Linked DNA regions of Sus scrofa: region 2 is linked to region 1. The links are chromatin contacts, called in public Hi-C maps. All regions are on one chromosome and are shown on one strand. Each heading gives the region's core, a stretch centred on a gene start, on an enhancer-like site or on the middle of the called end of the contact. The rest is flanking DNA. Distances are from core to core; before and after follow the strand shown. Region 1 holds the start of CAP1 (adenylyl cyclase-associated protein 1). Region 2 holds the start of ZMPSTE24 (CAAX prenyl protease 1 homolog).

The links. A called contact is a pair of places that touch in the nucleus more often than the background predicts.
Region 2: a Hi-C map of liver shows a contact between it and region 1, with 2.9 times the contacts expected there. The contact joins the promoter of ZMPSTE24 here to the promoter of CAP1 in region 1. A contact is called at or near these places in 4 of 47 Hi-C or Micro-C datasets (epiblast stem cells, heart right ventricle, liver and 1 more) and 2 of 2 datasets of contacts at active chromatin or transcription factors (alveolar macrophages and skeletal muscle).

What each region holds. Positions count from the first base shown.
Region 1 is chr6:95,809,120-95,813,381 of Sscrofa11.1, forward strand. CAP1 (adenylyl cyclase-associated protein 1) reads left to right here and starts at 2,366. Exons shown (of 13, transcript XM_021095997.1): 1 at 2,366-3,140.
Region 2 is chr6:96,006,015-96,010,276 of Sscrofa11.1, forward strand. ZMPSTE24 (CAAX prenyl protease 1 homolog) reads left to right here and starts at 2,293. Exons shown (of 10, transcript XM_021096012.1): 1 at 2,293-2,652. The coding sequence starts at 2,530.

The sequences.
Region 1 (4,262 bases), core at 1,116-3,615:
TGGATGAGGCACTGAGTGCCGGGCACTGAGCAAGGTCAGAGGGGAGGAAAAAAACTAGAAGCCAAAAGTCAGCACATCTTCTGATGATGACCTCCCCAGATTGCAATACCTGTTTCCACAATAGATTATAATAAGTTCCATGAGGGCAGTGACAGGATCTGACTTGTCCACTGCTGTACCACTAGATGGGCCTGGTACAAAGTAACATGGTGCTTAGTACAGAAGAACTCGGGTTTTTTCCAGTGTATAAATAAATGAATAAAGGAGTTTGTGTTGTGGCTCGGCAGTAAAGAAACTGACTAGTATGCATGAGGACACTGGTTCGATACTTGGCCTTGCTCAGTGGCTTAGGGATCCAGCATTGCCGTGAGCTGTGGTGTAGATCACAGACATGATTTGGATCTCACGTTGCTGTGGCTGTGGTGTAGACCGGCAGCTACAGCTGATCTGACCCCTAAGCTGGGAAATTCCATATGCCACAGTTTTGTCCATAAAAAGAAAAAAAAAAGAATAAATAAATTCCCTCCCAGTGGAGTTATAAGTGCATGTGTTCAGGTCCCTTAAAAGTTTAGAAGTTTCGGTGCTATGACATGTGTGCACTCTTTATAAAGAATCACTTTATTAAATGGTTTCACACGCATTATTGTTTGTTTCTCATTATAATCCCATTAATTATCACCAATTTATTTATTTATTTATTTATTTATTTTGCTTTTTAGGGCTGCACCTGTGGCATATGGAGGTTCCCAGGCTAGGGGTTGAATTAGAGCTGTAACCACCAGCCTACACCACAGCCACAGCAATGGGAGATCTGAGCCGAGTCTGCGACTTAGACCACAGCTCAAGGCAATGCCAGATCCTTAACCCGCTGAGTCCCGCTGAGTGAGGCCAGGGATTGAACCCACGACCTCATGGTTCCTAGTCGGATTCCTTTCCGCTGCACCACGATGGAAACTGCCCCAATTTATAGATGGGGAAATTTTCTTCCTTCTCTCTCTTTTTTTTTTCTTTTTTGCTATTTCTTTGGGCCGCTCCTGCGGCATATGGAGGTTCCCAGGCTAGGGGTCCAATCGGAGCTGTAGCTGCCAGCCTACGCCGGAGCCACAGCAACGCGGGATCCGAGCCTCTGCAACCTACACCACAGCTCACAGCAACGCCGGATCGTTAACCCACTGAGCAAGTGCAGGGATCGAACCCGAAACCTTCATGGTTCCTAGTCGGATTCGTTAACCACTGCGCCACGACGGGAACTCCCTTTCTCTTCCTTCCCTTTTCAGTTTCCTTCTTTTTCTCCCCTTCCTCTACATTGCACGTATAGTCTAGGTATTTCTCGTCTCTAACCCAAAAAAAGATTTGGAAGGACTAAATGTAGAGCTGATTGCAATGACGGCCAGGAGGCTATTTGCCCTGGGCTTCACATATATGAAGCACCAAATAGAACTTTTTCGTATTATGGCTGAGTAGAGTTTCTGTGCAGGTGAGTGTGTGTGTGAGAGAGAGTGATGTTTTTGTTAAATCTAAATATTTTTAAAATGCTACAGTTTGTATACCACATTTTGTCATATGGTCACTTGCTTTTAAACATCCTGGGAGTCATTACATTTAGAAGAGGCCCAGGTTCAGAAAAGTCAGGTAACTGGACCAAAGTCTGCCCCCTATTAAGGTGCCAAAGCCAGGACTGGAACTCAGAATGTCTCTCTACCCAAATGCATGACTGCCTCCAAATTGCTGCAGACGATTCCAGAATGGTCTAGCATAAGGTTTAAGCTCCGGGATTTAGTCAGATAGATATGTTCCCTTCAAAATTCTGACAGTTACTTTGTGAACTTGGCAAGTAATTCAACTCCATTTAAAAATTAGAAGCCATAATGGTACCTACCACAGAGAGTTCCTATTAGAATTAAATGAAAATGCACAAGCATTCAGCATAGCCCTGGCATATAGTCAGCGCGCAGTAAATGGTAACTGTTATTACAAGAACTGTATTTATTGAATGAGTGACTCTATATAACGCCTGCATTCAATTTGAGGATTGGAACTGACAGAGGCGTTCAGCTGAACGGGTGGAACCTGTAGCACTTGCCAATTTTTTTCTGGAAATAAATCTTTGTGGGAGGATAATCACTGGTTGGAAAGTGTGAGCCTTGAGGGAACAAAGCTCTGATCTCCAGGCCTGAGGGGCACGGAAGCGAAGTCTTCCCTGCGTGCAGCGGCCGCAGTGCGGAACGTCCCCCCGACTGAGCGGCATCCGACTAGGGCAGGATCTCTTCTAATTTCGCTCATCTTAATCTTGCGGACCACACCCTTCGCACCGAGAAGTAGGACTCCCAAACCGCGGGGCGGAGGCTGCTGCGCGGCACCAGACCTGACCATCTATGGTCACAGAGCGCACCGAACAAACAGGAAGTGGGGCAAGCTTCCACCTTCCCAGCCGAGGGCAGAAAGAGCAGGGCGGCGGCGGCACGCCCAGAAACCCCGGGCTGGGCCAGAGCGCCCTCGCAGACCCCCTCCCCACACCCAGCCCCCGGAGGTCCTCCAGGCACAACGTCCAGATCAATGGCCTCCTCACGTCACAAACGGGGAAATCGAGGTCTGCACGCCCAGAGGGAGGCGGGGTTTAGCTTTCATCCCCACGGAGAATGGACGGCCACCCAGAATAGCCGCCCTCAGAGAATCGTCCCCTCTAGTCCCTAGACCCCTTTCGGAATACTGCGAAAAGGGCCCGGCCTTTGCCATTGAAGCCAAACTGATGGGAGAATTAGCCACTCATTAGTCCTCCTTCTCCGGGGGTGGAGTTTAGCCAGTAATTTCGGTCCTTCATTGGCCCTGGCGCTTCCGGCTTCTACGGTTGATAGAGGGGCGTGGCTTAGCCTTAAGTACGCCGGCCTGCCCCTCCCTCAATGGGGCGGGGCTTTTTTCCTGCCTAGAGGGGATTCTCTCTCTTAGGCGTGGCGGATAGGGGGCGGAGTCACGAACGGGGCGGCCAGACATCCTCCCCGTCCCTCCTCTGGCCAGGCGTTTCAGCCGGCCGTTCATTTCCGGTGGGGGTGCCGCGCCCAGTGAGGGCCCGGAAGTGGGTCGCGCGAAGATTGCTGGGCGGTTCTTGCCGGAAGTGGAGAGCGGCTGATCGCAGTCCCGAGGTGAGGAACTCTGAGGTGAGTGTGCGCGTCCATGTAGGGACTGGGGTCCCCTCCGAGGCCCACTGGCCCCTGGCTTTGTTAATGGTTTTTCTGGCCTAGGCGCGTGCGGTGAGCCCTCCTGAGGGGCTCCGCGGCGAGGCCCTCAGGCCGACCTGGAGCCTGGGCGCGGTCTCTTGAGGTGAGGCCGGGGTGACCAACTGAGCTAGGCTCTCCTGGGGAGGCCCCCTCCGCTGGACCTCGCAGTTCTGACCATCAGCTTCAGCGGAGGCCTGGTTTCTGAGGTGCTCGTCCTGACTGAAAGGAACCTCTGAGATCTTTTTAGTCTTCCTTATCCCTGGTCTTGCCCCATTGCTCGGATGGGTAAATCGATCCCCGGAGAGACGGGCTGGTCTAAGATCTTACAGCGAGTGAGGGAAACAATCGGAATCTAGACCATAGTTTTTTAGATTATCAGCCTCAGATCCTTCCCGCGTTCATTTCCCAGGACCTTCTCTCTCTACCTTGGAGTGGTCTTCCAGGAGGTGTCGTCTCGTGGGCTATTGCAGGTTAAAGGTTCTCCGATGCGTGCAGCCTGTTTGGATTGCCTGGGGAATTGTTTTTTTTTTTTTTTTTTTTTTAAGAGAGGGCAGATCTTTGTATTTGTAATCAGATAACCTCCCCTTTCTCCTAGTCTATAGCGCTTATTCAAAAAAGCCCAGTTAACTCTGTCAAAGGTGTTGCATACTTCTGGACTTGAAACCATTTGGCTCGTGTTTGGTCTGGCCCCACTGCTAAGCATCGGTAGCCATAGGTGCTTGATTTACCTTTGAGCCTCGTTTTTCTCATCCTTTAAGTGGGGATCTCTGTACCTCAGGGGATGAAATTCAGTGCAACAAATTGTGTTTATTCCGTGTCAGGCACTCTGCCACGTGCAGAGAATGCAGAAACAAAACAAGGTAGACCCTGCCATCATGGAGCTGACAGTGTTTGCAGAGATTTTAACAAGTAACTATAAATACGATGAGTGTTAGGAAAGAAGAACAGGGTGCTTTAGAAGTATGCCACAGGGGCGCAGGAAAATCCCTTCTGCAGAAGCAGAGTTTAAGATGAATTTTGAACAATGAAGAGTTCTATGAAAAGAGA
Region 2 (4,262 bases), core at 1,043-3,542, 200 kb after region 1:
GCATGGATTTGATCCCTGGCCTGGGAATTTCTGCATGCCACAGGCATAGCTAAAAAAAAAAAAAAAAAAAATGAATATGGCAAGCTAGATGCAAAAAGTAAAACAGGTTGGCTGCTCTCTTAGGATAGTGTGGTAGAAACTGAGGGGTCACAGTGTGGTAGAAATTGAGGGGTCACAGTGTTTCTGGCTCTCAGTTCCCCAGAAAAGATGTGTGACCCACACCACAATTATAAGGGGTCGATACCAAGTATTCATTCTTACTGGGGGTCATTCTTTTCTTGAAATCAAAGCATTTATGTCTAGGGCATCAATTGAGAGATCTTGGATGTTTCGCACACAGAGAATCAAGGCAAACTAAGAAAAGGGCTTGAGAGCCATTTTATCATTCAGGCTAGGCGGGGTGGACACCTTACCCCAGTGTCCACCACCCTAGGGAGGAGAAGCCTTATCCACCAAATTCAGTCTCTCTTCTTTGGCAAACCCTGACAATAGCCTGTTTTGAGGATCTCACTTCAGTTTCCACATAGACCGTCCCATCTGTTAACACTATCCTTCTGAAAAAGGTGACAAGTTACTATTTACTTTCCATAATTTACTTCTCCCTCCAGTGCTACTTCCCTAGTGCAAGCCACCATTATCTCTCACTAGGATTCACAAAATGGCCTTCAAACTGGACTCTCTGCTTCCATCTGTGTCTCCATTCAGTTTATTCTCTAGCTGGTAGCTAAAAAGATCACGTGACTCTTCTGCTCAAAACCTTTCAACGGCTTATTATTTCACTCTGATTAAAGATCAAGGTTTTTAAAAAAAATTTTTTTTTGGGGTCTTTTTAGGTCCACACCCACAGCATATGGAGGTGCCCAGGCTAGAGGTCCAACCGGATCTGCAGCCGCCGGCCTACGCCAGAGCCACAGCAATGTTGGATCCCTAACCCACTGAGCAAGGCCAGGGATAGAACCTGCATCCTCATGGATTCTAGTCAGATTCACTTCTGTTGAGCCATGACGGGAACTCCCAAGGTTTTTTTGTTTGTTTTTCTCTGTTTTTTTTTTTAGCTTTTTAGGGTCACACCAGCCACATATGGAAGTTCCCAGGCTAGGGGTCATATCAGAGCTACAGCTGCTGGCCTACCACAGCCAGGGAAAAGTCAGATCTAAGCCGGGTCTGGGACCATGTGTAGCTTGAAACAACTTGGGATCCTTAACCCACTGAGCAAGGCCAGGGATCAAACTGCATCTTTATGGATACTAGTTGGGTTCTTAATCCCCTGAGCCACAGCAGGAACTCCCAACGACTTTTAATTACACCGGGCACTCTCACTAAGAGGTATTTAGGAGTTGAGAAATTTGAGATATTTGGTTGCAGTTGTTTACTGCAACACATCTTTGGCATTACAATATTACTTTAAATATTTCTTAGTTGCGGCTGCAGATTTAGCTCAATTTATTGTAAATAATAATTATGCAAATTAACACCAGTCTCTGTGTCAAACCACCTAACTAAATCAGACTTATCTTCAATCAGAAAAACGTTCAAGTCAAATCAATGTGTTAACAGGCATTACTGTGAGCATGTTGCATTTCTGAATTCCAAGACAAACATGGCACTGAGCCTTGATAGGAATTTGTCTCTAGAAAAACACTTTCACTTCAGGTATTTCTAACCTAGCTATCCTTGCTTTACCCAACAGCACACTCCCTTAGGCAAAATGCTGCCTCTGACTTTGCTTGGGACGGAAGAGTTGAGATCTTTAAAGGAAAATTCTCATTACTACCACCAACATGCCCAAATTCAGAACAGCCCAATACAGGCCAAGATACTGCACTTATAACGTCTAGTACTGCTCTTAACTATCCTTTTAGTCTTTTAAGATATCCCATGGATGTACAGACCACAGTCTGAGAAGCACTAGTTCAGAGGAATGATTTCTAGAGCCTGGGAAGTCGGCTCTTCTCTGATTCTTCCCAGCTACCTCACGGCGGGATCCGTGGCCCACTCTGTCCGTTCTGGCTTAGCCTCTAATACCAGTGGGATGTTCCCGGCCGCGGAAAGCACGGCACAGGCTGCACCCAGGCAGGGCATGCCCTAGAACGAAGAAAAGTAATTGCAACTCGGGAGGCTAGAAAGTCGAGAGCTCAGCATCTCAGTCGGGCCCTGGAGGGAAACCGGAACCCTCGGCATAGACCCTAGGTGGACGGGAGCGGGAAGAAAGTTGGTGCAGCTCAGGGGGCGCAGGGGCGGGCAGAGGCCGGAACTCCGCGTCTGGGCGCCCGCCCTCCTGGGGCCGGAAGTCAGAAAGGCGGGGCTTATCTTGCCTCCAGGCCCTGGGCGGCCCCAGGGTGCGTCAGCATGGGGAAGAGTGTTCATGTAACACTGCAGGCTGAGCGAAGGGAGTGGGATGGGCCGGGTGTCGGTATAGGGGCGCTCGGAAGGGACGAATATCGCTGTGACACTGCGGGGACGCTTTGAGGGGACCGGAGTCGGTGTGGCACCAGTGCACGCTGAAGAAGCCGGCGGAGCCGGGTGGCCATGGGGATGTGGGCGTCGCTGGACGCTATGTGGGAGATGCCCGCCGAGAAGCGTATCTTCGGGGCTGTGCTGCTCTTCTCCTGGACAGTGTATCTTTGGGAGACCTTCCTAGCACAGCGGCAGGTGAGCCTAGACAGGGCCCACCTGACCCGACACCCGGTCAGCTCTAGGCCAGCCTCAATCTCGACCCCAAGTACCTGGATGATTGCTGCGACCCCAGCACCAGCTTCGACCTTCTGGGTCCCTACTGAGCCTCCTAACCTGGCCCAATGGCGGGGTTGGCCTGGAGAGGATCTGGTGCCTCAGGACCTTTTCCCGCAACGTAGTCATGGGATCCGGGTAGGTTAGGGCCTGATGAAAGGCAAGGCAGGGCTGCCGGCTTGTCAGGCCTCAGCTCTTGTAGCTGCCCAAAGCTTCCTTAGGATTCTTGGCCTTAGACGTACCTCCTTTATTTTTGGCAGCAACCCATAAGTCTTCACAAGGAAGATGCAAAAATTTTTGAATTACAGCTTCTCCTTGTCCTTTGTGTCATGTTCACATCAACCATAGGACTCCTGAAAATAAAAAATTCACAGTCCTTCCAAGGACTCTTTCCTTAAAAAAAAAAAAAAAAAAGTATATTCTTATTGTTCCAAAAACAATATTTTCTTGTTTTTCTTAAAAGCATCTTTGTTGTTTTTGTTCAAATAGTTTAAACAGTAAAGTAGAAAGTGAAAGTTACTTAACAGTACCTTGGCAAGATATAATAAACAGTTTGATGGATGAGAGAGTTGAATTTTTTTTTGGTTTTACAGCCACTCCTGTGGCATATAGAAGTTGCTGGGCCAGGAATAAAATTGAAGCAGCAGCTGAGGCCTATGCCACAGCCACATACGAGACCCAAAGCTTGTGGCAACACTGGATCCTTAACCCACTGAGCGAGCCCAGGGATGGAACCCGAATCTTCAGGGACACTATGTTGGATTCTTAACTTGCTGAGCCACAACGGGGACTTCGAGAGCTGAACTTTTAAATGAGATGGATTTTAAGTAACCACTTTATTGCAGTCTTTCACTGGCTGGTTTGCTTTACCTACGTTGTTCCATGCTGTCACTGAATTACATCAGTGGTTAGGATAACCTTTTTTATTTATCTATTTATTTTTTTGTCTTTTTGCTATTTCTTTGGGCCGCTCCCGAGGCATATGGAGGTTCCCAGGCTAGGGATCGAATTGGAGCTGTAGCCACTGGCCTACGCCAGAGCCACAGCAACGCAGGATCTGAGCCGCGTCTGCAACCTACACCACAGCTCACGGCAACGCCGGATCGTTAACCCACTGAACCACGGCAGTGACCGAACCCGCAACCTCATGGTTCCTAGTCGGATTCGTTAACCACTGCCCCACGATGGGAACTCCAGGATAACCTTTTTTTTTTTTTTTTTTTCTTTGTCTTTTTGCTATTTCTTGGGCCGCTCCCTCGGCATATGGAGGTTCCCAGGCTAGGGGTCCAATCGGAGCTATAGCCACCGGCCTACGCCAGAGCCACAGTAACGCGTGATCCAAGCCGCGTCTGCAGCCTACACCACAGCTCACGGCAACGCCGGATCCTTAACCCACTGAGCAAGGCCAGGGATCGAATCTGCAACCTCATGGTTCCTAGTCAGGTTCGTTAACCACTGTGCCACGACGGGAACTCCTGAAACCTTTTTCTTGAATATTACAGTCTTTTTTCTCTACAGTTTCTTTTCTCAGT